Linked DNA regions of Sus scrofa: region 1 is linked to region 2. A link is a contact called in public HiChIP or PLAC-seq data. All regions are on one chromosome and are shown on one strand. Each heading gives the region's core, a stretch centred on a gene start, on an enhancer-like site or on the middle of the called end of the contact. The rest is flanking DNA. Distances are from core to core; before and after follow the strand shown.

Region 1 (6,263 bases), core at 2,086-4,585, 54 kb after region 2:
TTCCCTAGTGGCCTAGCAGTTAAGGATTGAAGGACTGGACTATTTCCAACACTTTACTAGCCAAAGTAGTGCATTTCAGGCAAAATCAGAATAAGAAAACTGAGCAATTGCTGAAAGGACTAAACGCCTAAAGATACATCAGAGTTTATAAAAATTGCCCTGTAGCACACTAATATTACCAATGCATTTCCAACTGATTTATTATTTCAACCTAATTACTTTTTTTCTTTCTTTTTTTTAGGGCTGTACCCACGGCATAAGAAAGTTCCCAGGCTAGTGGTTGAATCAGAGCTACAGCTGACAGCCTACACCACAGCCACAGTAACTCAGAATGTGAGCTGCGCCTGCGACCTACAGCACAGCTCATGGCATTGCCAGATCCTTAACCCACTGAACAAGGCCAGGGATCGAACCCGCATCGTCATGGATCCTAGTCATGTTCATTAACTGCTAAGCCACGAAGGGAACTCCTCAACCAAATTACTTTTTGACTTAATGGTCTGCTGCTGCATTTGTAAACCTTCTCCTAGACCCTGTCTTTTTTGTTTGTTTGGCCAAGCCCAAGGCATGCATTAGTTTCCAGGCCAGAGATCGAACCTGCTACACAGGAGCAATCTGACTGCTTGTAGTGACAACACTGGATCCTAACCCACTGTAACACAGGAGGACTCCTTCCTGGACACTGACTGGATGCCAAAAGCAGTGGGGTGAGAGGACTGCATATCTTCCAACCCCACTCCAGAGGGGCAGGGACTGAGCCAAGGCTGTGCTGTGAATCTGATGCCTAGCTGGGACTCAAACCAGGTAAGTGTGCAAAGCTTCAAGAGGGGTCTTCACTGAAACCAGAGCTAGGACACTCAGTTAAATTTGAATTTCAGAGAAACAATGGGTAAATTTTTAGTGTAAGTATGTCCCAAATATTGCAAATACTGCTTCTCTGAAATTCAAATTAACTGAACATCTTCTATTTTATCTTGTGACCCTACTCAGAGCCCCCTCGGTAAAGATAGGTATTTCCTCTCTGCCCACACCATCTCCATAGGCCCTGGAGATCACCCTAGGCTCTGTCTAGATCCAACTCTGACCCCAGTGCCCAGCCTGGAAGCCCCTCAGAGCCTCTCTTCTCTCCGTGGTTGAACTTTCTGCCTCCTCAGCCTCTACTTCTTCAGTGCTGTGGTCATCCTCCCTCCACCAGCCCACCAAGGCCAGTCTGTCCTCAGCAAAGGAGCCTCCCTGGCCTTCCTGTGCCTCTTTTTGTTTTGTTTTTTAGGGCCACACCCAAAGCATATGGAAGTTCTCAGGCTAGGGGTCGAATCTGAGCCTCATCTATGACCTACCCACAGCTCACGGCAACACCGGACCCTTAACCCACTGAGTGAGGCCAGGGATCAAACCTGCATCCTTATGGATACCAGCTGGGTTTGTAACCCACTGAGCCACAACAGGAACTCCCCAGCTCCACTTCTGACCCTTCCCTCACCCTGACCTCATCAGGGCACACAGGAAAGGAACAAAGGCAAGTCTGCAGAGGGGAGTGAGAGGCAGAGCCTTAGCCAAGGTGTGGCAGTAGAGGAGTTTGTTTCTTGTTTTTATTTTGTTTTGTTGGCTGCAACTGCAACTTGCAGAAGTTCCCAGGCCAGGGACTGAACCTTCACCGCAGCAGAAACCCAAGTCACAGCAGTGGCAATGCTGACCCTTAATACACTGAGCCACCAGGGAACTCTAAGTTTGTTTCTTAAGGATGGTATCTGATTGGACAGCCTACCTTGCCTCACTGTGCAGAATGACCTGCTAGGCAAGTAGAGGTGGGGACGTGGGCAAGCAGGGGAGGAGGCCTGGGCAATGCAAGCTCCAGACCTGCCTCAGTCTACTGGCACCCTCTAGAGGACAATCCTATTCCCAGAGCTGGCTTTGCAACCAAATCTTGTATCACCTCACCACAACCCAGGGGCTGCCGCCTCAGAAGCTTCCTGGACCCACTGCCCACCATCCACTACTCAACCTGGCAGGTCTCCTGACATGCTGCAGTCCAGCACCCCCTCCCTCATGTCTCAGCACTAGGTTACCTGCTCACAGCTCAAACTGGCCCACATTTGGAGGCTCAGCCATGCCCTGGCTCCAGAAGTTCTCTCAGATGACAGCTGATCCCCTGGCTTACTCCTGACCCCACCTTGGTCACCCCACCCTCAGCCTTACACTCTGGTTCCTCTTAGCTCTTTCACAGAGGCCTGGCTTGCTGTTCCCAGGGGAGGCATTTTCCTGAGGCTGGGGCCTAGGTCCCCCTTCCCCCACTCAGATGGAGGCTCCTAGAGGATGAGGCTTTTTCTCCTCCCCCTCAAAGGACCTTCAGAGAACCAGAACCAGGCTTGGCTTTCTACCTCCCCTCTTAGACTGAGGTTTCCTTGCAAATCTGGCTTATGTGGCTTTCTTCCTTTCCAAGTGTGCGACCCCTGGGCCCAAGGCCTGAGCATCCCCTACCTTCTTTGGGATGAGGGTTTCCTTAGGACTGATCCAGGGTCTTCTCCCCAACCCCTCAACCTGGTTGTTGATCTCCAGAACTTTCCACCTCCAATCCCCATTCTGTGCAGCTCTCCCTACCTGGGGGGCCCTCAGGAGCCTCTGGGGCTTCCCCCAGGTCTGGGGCCCTCAGAGGGGTTCCTCTGGCTCTGGGATGGACACCTGGCTTGGAGCACAGGCCCACCCTCTGAGGCTCAGTGCACCCACTTGGAGCTCCACTCTGACCTCACAGGGCTGCTTCAGAACCCTGTCCCTATGGTGCTGCTGGCAGGAAAAGGGATGCTATTTTGGGCAGTGTGTCTGGATTTGGCTCAAGCGGTATGGGCCAAATCCCTGTCCCACTGACCTCTCCCCTGGAGGAGCAGAGCAGAGCGGAGCAGAGCAGTGCTCAGGGCCACCCGGAGGAGGACTAAGAGGTGGGCTCGGGACTGTGGAGCCCTAGTGGGGGCCATAGCCAGAGCCTGAGACAGTCACGGAGGAACAAGACCAAGACCTGCTGTAAGTTCACTCTGCCTGCCGCAGGACAGGCCAATAAATTCAGAGATGAGTTGTTGGGGCAAGGAATAGCGACTTTAATCGGAAAGCTAGCAGACCGAGAAGATGGCAGACTAGTGTCTCAAAAAACCATCTTGCCTCAGTCTGAATTCAGGCTCCTTTTATACTGAGAAAGGGAGGGGGAGGGGCCAACGGTCACTCACTAACTGTCACTTGCTGGGGGAAGGGCCCACTGCAATGCTGACCAATGGCTGAACAAGGCCACTAAAGGTTGCTCACTAAAGGCTGCTCACTTACAAGGAGCCCCCAAGGCTGAGCTTGGAAGCATAAGGCACTTCAGCAGAGTAAGTTGGTCCCCAGGCAAGGCTGGGACAGGGGTCTCCCCTGGGGCCCCGGGACTGGGAGTGCCATTCCCTGGAAACCCTGTGGGGAGGAGGGGACCATAGGACTCTCTGGGGAAGAAACCCCAGCTGGGAGCTGAAGGCTTAGGTGTCTGTTCTGGTTTAGTCCTGAGTTGCTGCATCATACGGATATGTCACACTTTCTGGGATTCAGTTTCCTTACCTGTAAATTGGCTGCCGGGAGCACCAGCCCTGGAACGGAGATTGGGAGGATGTGTGAGCCTGGGCTGTCCACAGAGCCGGGGGTGGGGTGGGATGAGGAGTAGAGACCGGTGGCCCTGGTCCAAAGCAGAAAGGATGCAGATCAGAGAGATGGGTGGATTTCTGGCTTTGCCGCTGGAGAGGTTTTCACCCCCCGAGTCCTGTCCTGAGAGGCCAGGGCTGGGGCTAGGGGGTTTCTGCAATCAGGGATTGGGACGTGAACCTAGGCTGCAGTTAGAGGGAACTGGGCTAGAGCACAAGCAGGACACGGAGGATAGGAGATTCCAGGGTTAGTTCTGTGCTCTCATTTGTGAGGAAAGTGGGAATAAAAGGGAATTTTCAGGAATGGTGAGAGGGTAGACTTTGTTCTGAGGTGGGAGTATAGACTAAAGGAATTTTCAGGACCCCTCCTGTGTGTTTGTGTCTCTCTCTGTGTGTGTGTGTGTGTGCGTGCAAGGAAGGGGTAGAAGAGGTCCTGGAAGGTCAGTTTAAGTCAGCAGCAAGAGAGTGTGAAGCTAGACTAAAGGCAGTAATACCCACCTATGTGGGGGTGGAGCTGCTGAGAGGAGGCTGTGGGCATCTCCATTGTCCAAGGCAGGAGGACCTCCACAGGGCCTGGTCCAGGGCCCAGGGATCCTCAGGCCAGTGTGGGTCAGGGGTGGGGCCCCAGGGCCTCTCCCCATTGGCTGAAGCACATTGCATCTCCCTCCCTGCCAGCTTGGCTGGGTTGAGGGGTTGGCACTGGCAGGAGCTTTCCCTGTGGCTTCTCCCCGGGGGGCTGAGAACTGATGAGAATGAGGGGCCAAGTTCTGTGTCATCCCTCAAGCCCTAGTGACCTCTTTTTGGGTCCACAGCATCTAACAATCTCAAAGACAGAATATGACTGAAAGAGACAGGAAGAGGCGGTAAGCATCCCACCCATTCCCCTACCCCAGCCTCCTGTCCCCCACTCAGCACACTCCCAGAGGCCCCCGCCCCACTCTCTCCCTCTCCCTCATGGAGGCTGACCCTCCCAGACTCCTTCCTTCCCACCCCCACCAGACCACGGGGCCCAGAAGAAGGGCCACTCCCGCCTGCACCAAGAGGGAAAGCTCAGAAAGACCTGGATGAGGGTTGGGGTTGGCCAGTGGGTTCCAGCTGCCCCATGTAGGTTGTTCTCAATTGAACTGAACTCACTGCCTCACACCCTGGACGGCTCATGTCTCTTTGGGGTGAAGGCTTGCAATGGCCAAGGCCCTGCCTATTTAATGCCCATTCCCTCTCTGACATTCCCCCACCCCACCCTCCCCATTCCAGTCACAATAACCTCCTTTCCTTTCCTTTACTCACGCTCAGAGTCCTTCAGTGACTGTCCCCTCTGCCTAAAATAGTCTTCTTACAGTCACCCAGATGGCTCACTCCCTCAGCCCCTTCTTGTCTTTCTTTGCTCAAATGCCACCTTCTCAATGAGGCTCACCCAGACCGCCTCATTCAAAACCGCCCCCCCACCCCGCTTTTCCTTGCTCCATCTTTCCCATAGGATGCACTACCCTCTTTTAGACAAATGTACATTCTTACTACATTTCATCACTGTCAGCTAGCTGCACACAGGCAGGGATATTTGTCTGTACTCTTGGAGAATGAATGGGTACCCCTCTGTGCTGATGACATTGCTGTCTCTGCCCTGGCTCTCTCCTGGGCTTTAGATCCTGTTTCCAAAGACCCACTGGGGGAGTTCCTGCTGTGGCTCAGCGGGTTAAGAATCTAACTAGTATCTATGAAAGTGTGGGTTCAATCCCTGGCCTCTCTCAGTGGGTTAAGGATCCGGCATTGCCGCAAGCTGAGGTGTAGGTCACAGAACCTGGAGTTGCTGTGGCTGTGGTGTAGGCCAGTGGCTGCAGCTTTGATTCAACCCCTAGCCTGGGAACTTCCATATGCCACACATGTGGCCCTAAAAAGACACACAAAAAAAGTCCTATTGGGTCTCATAGCTCTCTCAGTCCCAGCTGAAAACAGCCATATCCACTCCCCCAAGCCCATTCCTCCTTCTGTGCTCTGAGCTCAGTCAAGGATCCCTCCATTTCTCCTCTACTCCTCAAGCCAGAAGTCAAGACCTTGTTCTTTTTTTTTTTTTTGTCTCTTGTCTTTTTAGGGCCACACCCACGGCATATGGAGGTTCCCAGGCTAGGGGTCCAATTGGAACTCCCAAGACCTTGTTCTTTTGTTTGTGTGTGTGTGTGTGTTTTGTCTTTTCAGGGCCGCACACGCAGCATATGGAGGTTCCCAGGCTAGGGACTGAATCGGAGCTACAGCTGCCGGCCTATGCCAGAGCCACAGCAACGCCAGATCCAAGCTGTGTCTGCGACCTACAGCACAGCTCACAGCAATGCCGGATCCTTAACCCACTGAGCGAGGCCAGGGATCGAATCTGCAACCCCACGGTTCCTAGTCAGATTCGTTTCTGCTGCACCACAATGGAAACTCCTCCAGATGTGCATCTCTAAGCAAGACCTCGTGACCAGCAGCCTCCTTACTGGTCACCTCCACTTAGCTGACTATCGGACTCCTCAAACTCACCACACCCAGAAGGGGACTCCTCATCTTCCTGCCTAAGCCTGAAGCTTCTCTCCTGTGCCTCATGTAGGCCATGGTGCTGCTCTAGCCAGAGCC
Region 2 (6,127 bases), core at 1,960-4,459:
CACGCACACGCACATGTGTGAGTACGTGTAGGTGCACATGTGTAAATAAATGCTACTTAATGTGAACAAGATACACAAATCTACGACTGTGTGTGTGACCTACTCCCTCTGAGTGCTGCATATATGAACACCTACGTGAAGTGAATGCAGACACCTGTGTGTATGGGGTAGGGGTATATGCATGAGCCTGCTGATGGCAGAGCTGCCCCTGTCTCTCTCCCCTGCTCTGGTTTCCAGACTAGGCTTGGCTAATGGAAGGCACAGGATTGGGCAGAATGAGGACAGGGTGCTATGGGCTGGGGCTCCCCACATTCTTTCAGTGTTGCAGAGCCCCTATGCCAGCTCCTGCTCTGGGCTGCTCTGCAGCCACCCCAAAGGCAATGAGGGGCTGAGAAGCATAAAAGGGGTGGGGGGTAAAGAGGGCAGTATGGTGGGGGTGTTCCCCATTTCCCGCAGGCTGGGCTCTGGCACCAGGAGTCTAGGGTTCTGTCTTGAGTCACAGACAAGCACTGGGGCCAAGGGCAGGCACTCAGTGATGGCTCCCTGATTCACCACGGGGCCTCCCAGCCCTTGAGGGGACAGGGGGTGGGGTGCTTCTGTGTCAAAGGTCATGGGAGACCTCGAATGTAGGGGTGACATGTATGTGTGAGCCCATGGCCTGGCTCTCATGGAAATGGGATCCTAGGACCACATGAACAAAGCTCAGCATTAACAGGCGAGTGTGGCTGCCAGCCTCAGGGTGATGTGTGTGTGAGCACACCTGCAGGTGCATGTGTGTGAATCTACCCTATGTATGTTACTAAACCCCATCTCTTTGGGCATGAGTCACCACCTGGATTAAGTCCCTGTGGAAGATGTGCTCTTCCCTGGCAATGCTGCCACAGAGACTGGGGTGAGGGTATATTTTCCTCAGTCCTGAGGGAGAAGGGCCCAAGCGACCAAAAAATGGAGTCCTCATTTCTTATTTTTCTTTTTCTTTTTAGGGCCACAGGTGCGGCATACAGAAGTTCCCAGGCTAGAGGCGAATCAGAGCTGCAGCTGCCAGGCTATGCCACAGCCACAGCAATGCCAGATCCAAGCTGTGTCTGCAAACTACCTCCCACTGAGTGGGGCCACGGATTGAACCCACATCCTCATGGATACTAGTCAGGTTCATTACCAGTGAGCCACAACAGGAACTCCAGGAGCCCTCATTTCTTTTTCTTTTCTTTTTTTGCCTCTTAAGGCCACACTGAGGCATATGGAAGTTCTCAGGCTAGTAGTAGAGTCAGAGCTACAGCTGCCAGCCTATGCCACAGCCACAGCAACCCAGGATCCAAGCCATGTCTGCGACCCACAACACAGCTCATGGCAACACCGGATCCTCAACATACTGAGCAAGGCCAGGGATCAAACCTGCATCCTCATGGATACTAGTTGGATTCATTTTGCTCAGCCATGATGGGAATTCCTGGAGCCCTCATTTCTGACAGCGGTTCCTTAAGAAACAAATCCCGGGAGTTCCTGTCGTGGCGCAGTGGTTAACGAATCCGACTAGGAACCATGAGGTTGCGGGTTCGGTCCCTGCCCTTGCTCAGTGGGTTAACGATCCGGCGTTGCCGTGAGCTGTGGTGTAGGTCACAGACACGGCTCGGATCCCGCGTTGCTGTGGCTCTGGCGTAGGCTGGTGGCTACAGCTCCGATTCAACCCCTAGCCTGGGAACATTCCATATGCCGCGGGAGCGGCCCAATAAATGGCAAAAAGACAAAAAAAAAAAAAAAAAAAAAGAAAAGAAACAAATCCCCAGGGCCCTTAGCCCACCTGGATTAAGTCCCTGTGGAAGATGTGGTCTCCCCTGGCAATGCTGCCAATAGAGACTGGGGTGAGGGCATATTTGCCCCAGTCCTGAGGGAGTAGGGCCCAAGTGACCAGACCTGTTTCCCAATTATTAGATGCAGCCTAGGGAGCAGGGTTGCCCCATGCCCTCCCTCAGGTGGGACAGACATCCCTCCAGTTCAGCCAGCTTAATCTCTTAAAAGGACAGAATTACCCCTGGCCAGGGATCAGCTAGAGTGGGAGTGGGGAGGGTTAAAAACAGCTGGGACTCACCCTGCTGGCAAGAATGTGGCATGTGGCATGTCAGGACAACTGCAGCTCAGGCTCTGGAGCCATGTGCAAAATGCATGGAGGTAGATGGTTGTCAAGCTCTGTCAGCCCAGCCATGTTTTTTTTTTTTTGCCTTTTCTAGGGCCCGGCGGCATACGGAGGTTCCCAGGCTAGGGATCTAATCTGCGTTGTAGCTGCTGGACTACTCCACAGCAACTCGGAATCTGAGCTGCATCAGCGACCTACACCACACTTCACGGCAATGCCAGATCCTTAACCCACTGAACAAGGCCAGGGATCAAACCCGCAATCTCATGGTTCCCAGTCAGATTTGTCAACCACTGCACCACGATGGGAACTCCAAGCCCAGCCATGTTTAACAGGCATGTGTGTGCAGCCATGAAAGATACCCAGAACGGGTGGTCAGACACACAGAACAGACATCATGTGTGGAAACAGCTGAGAATCCAGTTGGTCAGGACGTGTACTAATAGCACAAGGAGCAAGGGCCCATGGACTCTGGCTGGAACTCAACACTTGCACATGTGTTCCCATCTGGACTATGAGAGGGTCTCTTCTCCCTTGGGGACCACAGCCTCCTCCCTCCAGGCCTCTGATTGACATGCTGGGTCCAGGAGTCCTGGAGAGCTGGAGCCAGCTCTTTTCCTTCCTGTCCTGTCTCTTCTCACTGCCACCTTAGCAGGGACGGCAGCGAGGTTCACAGTAGGCCAGCCAAGCAGGTCTCTTTGGCAGTTCCAATCCCTCCGGCCCTGGTCCTGCACATGTCTACACTCCACCCTCCGCTCTCAGACTCAGCAATCCCGCAAACGGGTCTCAAGCTCCAGGCACTTCCTCCCCTAATCGCCCTCCCGGGGCCAATCCTCCCCCCAAAGTCTCCTCACGCCCCATACCCCTACCTCCCTCATTAGCTTTCCTCCAATCCAGCTTCGCCTCTAGCCCCTAGGCGAGCCGAGGGGGCGGCCCCCCAACTCCTGCGGCAGGCGCGCGGCTGGGCGGGGCGCGAGCCGCAGCGCTGCTATAAAGGGCGCCACCCGGTGCTGGCCGCCACTGCTGCCGCGCCTGACGCCACCCGCCTTCTGACAGCGCCGCCGCCTGCCCCTGCCATGGGTCGACAGAAGGAGCTGGTGACCCGCTGCGGGGAGATGCTCCATATCCGCTACCGGCTGCTTCGCCAGGCACTGGCTGAGTGCCTGGGGACCCTTATCCTCGTGGTGAGTGGAGGGACCCAGAGAAGCCCTTCTGCCTCCAGACCCACAAGTCCCGGTCCCGCTGTGCACAGGAGGAGCTGTGTTTTTTAAGACAGCCCCGATTCCTCTCCCAGCTCTGATCGACCCTCCCCAACCCCGCGGCAAACTTCACCCCTTCCAGAGTACTCTTCACCCATAGCTGTAACCCCGTCTATGACAGCTCTGACTCTTGCCAGAATGACAGCTGTTATGCCCCAGTGACAGTTCTGATAGCTTACCCTCTCACAGGAACCTATCCCACAGGCTGAGGGAGGGTCACTCTGCAGCTTGGGACCTCCAGCCCTTTCTGGCTCCCACAGTTCCCCAGGTTTCCAGAGTCCCAGACCTGAGAGGTAATGGGAGCTGTGACAAATGGGTCCCATTAGGTTATTTGGGTCTGGGATGCCTGGCTTTTAATGAATAATTAAGCCTCAGAAAGTCCAAAAGTTCCTCTGACGTGAGGACAGTTTGCCACGGGGGCTGGGGGCAGAGGGCGGGAGCCACACAGCACACAGCAGAGAGGGAAGTAAGGAGGATCCTGAAGATAGGAGACAGTGGAAGGCAGCCTTGCCTCAGGCACAGAAGACATGGTGTCATTAAAGTTTGACCCCTAGTGCTCAGCGACTCCTAGACCTGGTCAGTTACCCTGACAGATGCTGTCAGCCTCTGTGCAGAAGCATCTCAGTTACTCTGGGGGTTCTCTGAGAGGGACACTTCCCTACCCCAGTTATTCCCCATCCCAATTATTCCCTGGTTACGCCAGTTATGCTCTGGGTTGTTCCGGGGCGACTCTGTTTGCATTTCTTGGGTCTGGAGGACACACCAGTTATGGGGCTCCATTTCCTGTCCCAGTTACTCTCTGATTTTCAGCCACTCTTGTGGTTACACCTGTTTTTCTCTGGGTTACTTCTGGGTTCAGTTAGTACCCTGCTCGTGTCCCAGTCCCAGCCCTAGGTAAGACAGACCAGCCAGCTCCCTGGGGACTAGGAAGAGGAACCAGGGACAAGTAGGGCTGGGTAGCCCACCCCACAAGGTTTCATGGGGAGAGGAGGGCTGAGACTCTCTGGCTTCCAGGAACAGGAAGGGGGGAAGCCAGGCAGGGTAATTATCAACAGCCCCTCCCCAGCTCATGGTCCTGCCAGTCATCCCTTCTCTCTCCTGTGCTAGGAAGTGGGGGTGGGGTGGGCGGGCAGGTGCTTAACACCTCCTCCCCCAGAGCCTTGTGTCCCCCACGCCCTCTCTGATTTAGGGTCCAGCCCTGTTTGAGAGCAGTAAGGACAGGGGAAGCTGTCTTCCCTTCACAGAAGGGCCTCCCAACTGCCACCCAAGTCTCAGCCCCGCCTCCCCATCCCCACTCCTGCAAAGGAGCAGTCAGGCCTCCTGCTGAGCCCTAGGAGCATTTGGCTTATTATCCCTGACCACAGAAGGAGGGTGTTACCTTTTTGAAGGCTTCCAGGCTCAGGTGCTTGTGAGGCACTGGATGTCCGTGCCCAAGGAGGAGGGACCAGGCTGGGAGACCCCCGAGTGGTGGGTGAGGGCTGGCCTGCATACCTCTGTGGGCTGGGGCCCTAGAGCCTACAGTGGCAGAAAGAGGGCTGGGTTTAGGGAGCGGGAAGCCTCTTTCTCTGGGGTCCCTTGTAAGGTGAGGAGACGAGAAGGAGCGGGGAGGAAGAGGAAGATTAGTCCCAAGGTGGTGGAACTGGCTCTGACAGCTTCCCCCTCCAAGCCCTCCTGGGATGGAGCCAGGTTTGGGCCTCAGATGGGCAAGGAGCCGAGGCCAGGGCCTGCCAAGCCAGGCAGGGTGCCCCAGACCCTCACGTGCCTGTTCTAACACACACACACACACACACACACACACACACACACACACACACTTACAATCTCTGATCTTTGCTCTCACCTGCTTGTACACCTTTGCCCTGCATCACCACCCGCTGGCTTCCCCACTATCTCTTGGTCCTCCTGAAGGAGGATAATCAAAATGCTTAACAATCCAGTACAATGGGACACTGACCCATCAGAAAGGACAAGGGTCCTTAGCACAGGTCTTGGAAAATTTCTGATAGGTCAGCATAAACACTTCAGTTATGGTGAGGTGGGAGAGGAGAGCCAGGGCAGGGCTGGAGCAGCTTTGGGGGGCACTGGGGAGCTCAGAACAATAGCTCTTTACAGGTGGTACCAAAGCATATTTGCATTCAAACAAGAGGAACAGATATCCAGCCCCTCCTAGGCTTGCAGGACATGGGGGACCTTAGTCCCCTTGAATCCCATTTCTGGCAGGAAGCTTAGAACCAATCTCCCCACGTCCACTGCGCTGGGGGTCCTGGACTATGAATAGTGAGAGAAGCCCCTAAGATCTCTTTCTTTAAAACCTCCAAATCTGGGTGGGGAACCCGGACCCCTGGGGGCAAGGAGGGCAGAGTGGGTAGAGAGAGGAGGCTGTGGGACAGGGACAGGCCAAGGAGGCTAAAGGTGCTGAGAGGGTGACAAGGAGAGTCAGGGGTTCTGACACCCCAGATTCAGGAGAAGCCAGCCTGACTCCCAGACTCCTCCTTATTCCTTCGTGCCCTCCACCCCCACCCCAGCTCCTCTTTGGGGCAGAGAGGGAGGCAGCTGCAGGTGGGGGGTAAGTGAACCTTCCCACATCTGTGGGCCAGGCCTGAGGGGCTGGGGGAGGACCTGCTCAGGTGAGAGTGCCCCTTACATCCACTCCCATAGAGAGTCAAGGAAAATCAGTGAGGGCAGTTCAGCCATCTTCTGGGCCCCTAATCATAGGAGCCCAGTCCCTTCCATA

Evidence for each region. HiChIP or PLAC-seq counts read pairs in DNA pulled down with a chosen protein or histone mark.
Region 1: an H3K27ac HiChIP or PLAC-seq map of skeletal muscle shows a contact between it and region 2. The contact joins the promoter of AQP7 here to the promoter of AQP3 in region 2. A contact is called at or near these places in 3 of 5 promoter capture datasets (fetal skeletal muscle and liver), 7 of 47 Hi-C or Micro-C datasets (alveolar macrophages, embryonic fibroblasts, epiblast stem cells and 2 more) and 1 of 2 datasets of contacts at active chromatin or transcription factors (skeletal muscle).

Annotation. Positions count from the first base shown.
Region 1 is chr10:33,095,849-33,102,111 of Sscrofa11.1, forward strand. AQP7 (aquaporin 7) reads left to right here and starts at 3,336. Exons shown (of 8, transcript NM_001113438.1): 1 at 3,336-3,356; 2 at 4,469-4,519. The coding sequence starts at 4,494.
Region 2 is chr10:33,042,165-33,048,291 of Sscrofa11.1, forward strand. AQP3 (aquaporin 3 (Gill blood group)) reads left to right here and starts at 3,210. Exons shown (of 6, transcript NM_001110172.1): 1 at 3,210-3,318. The coding sequence starts at 3,211.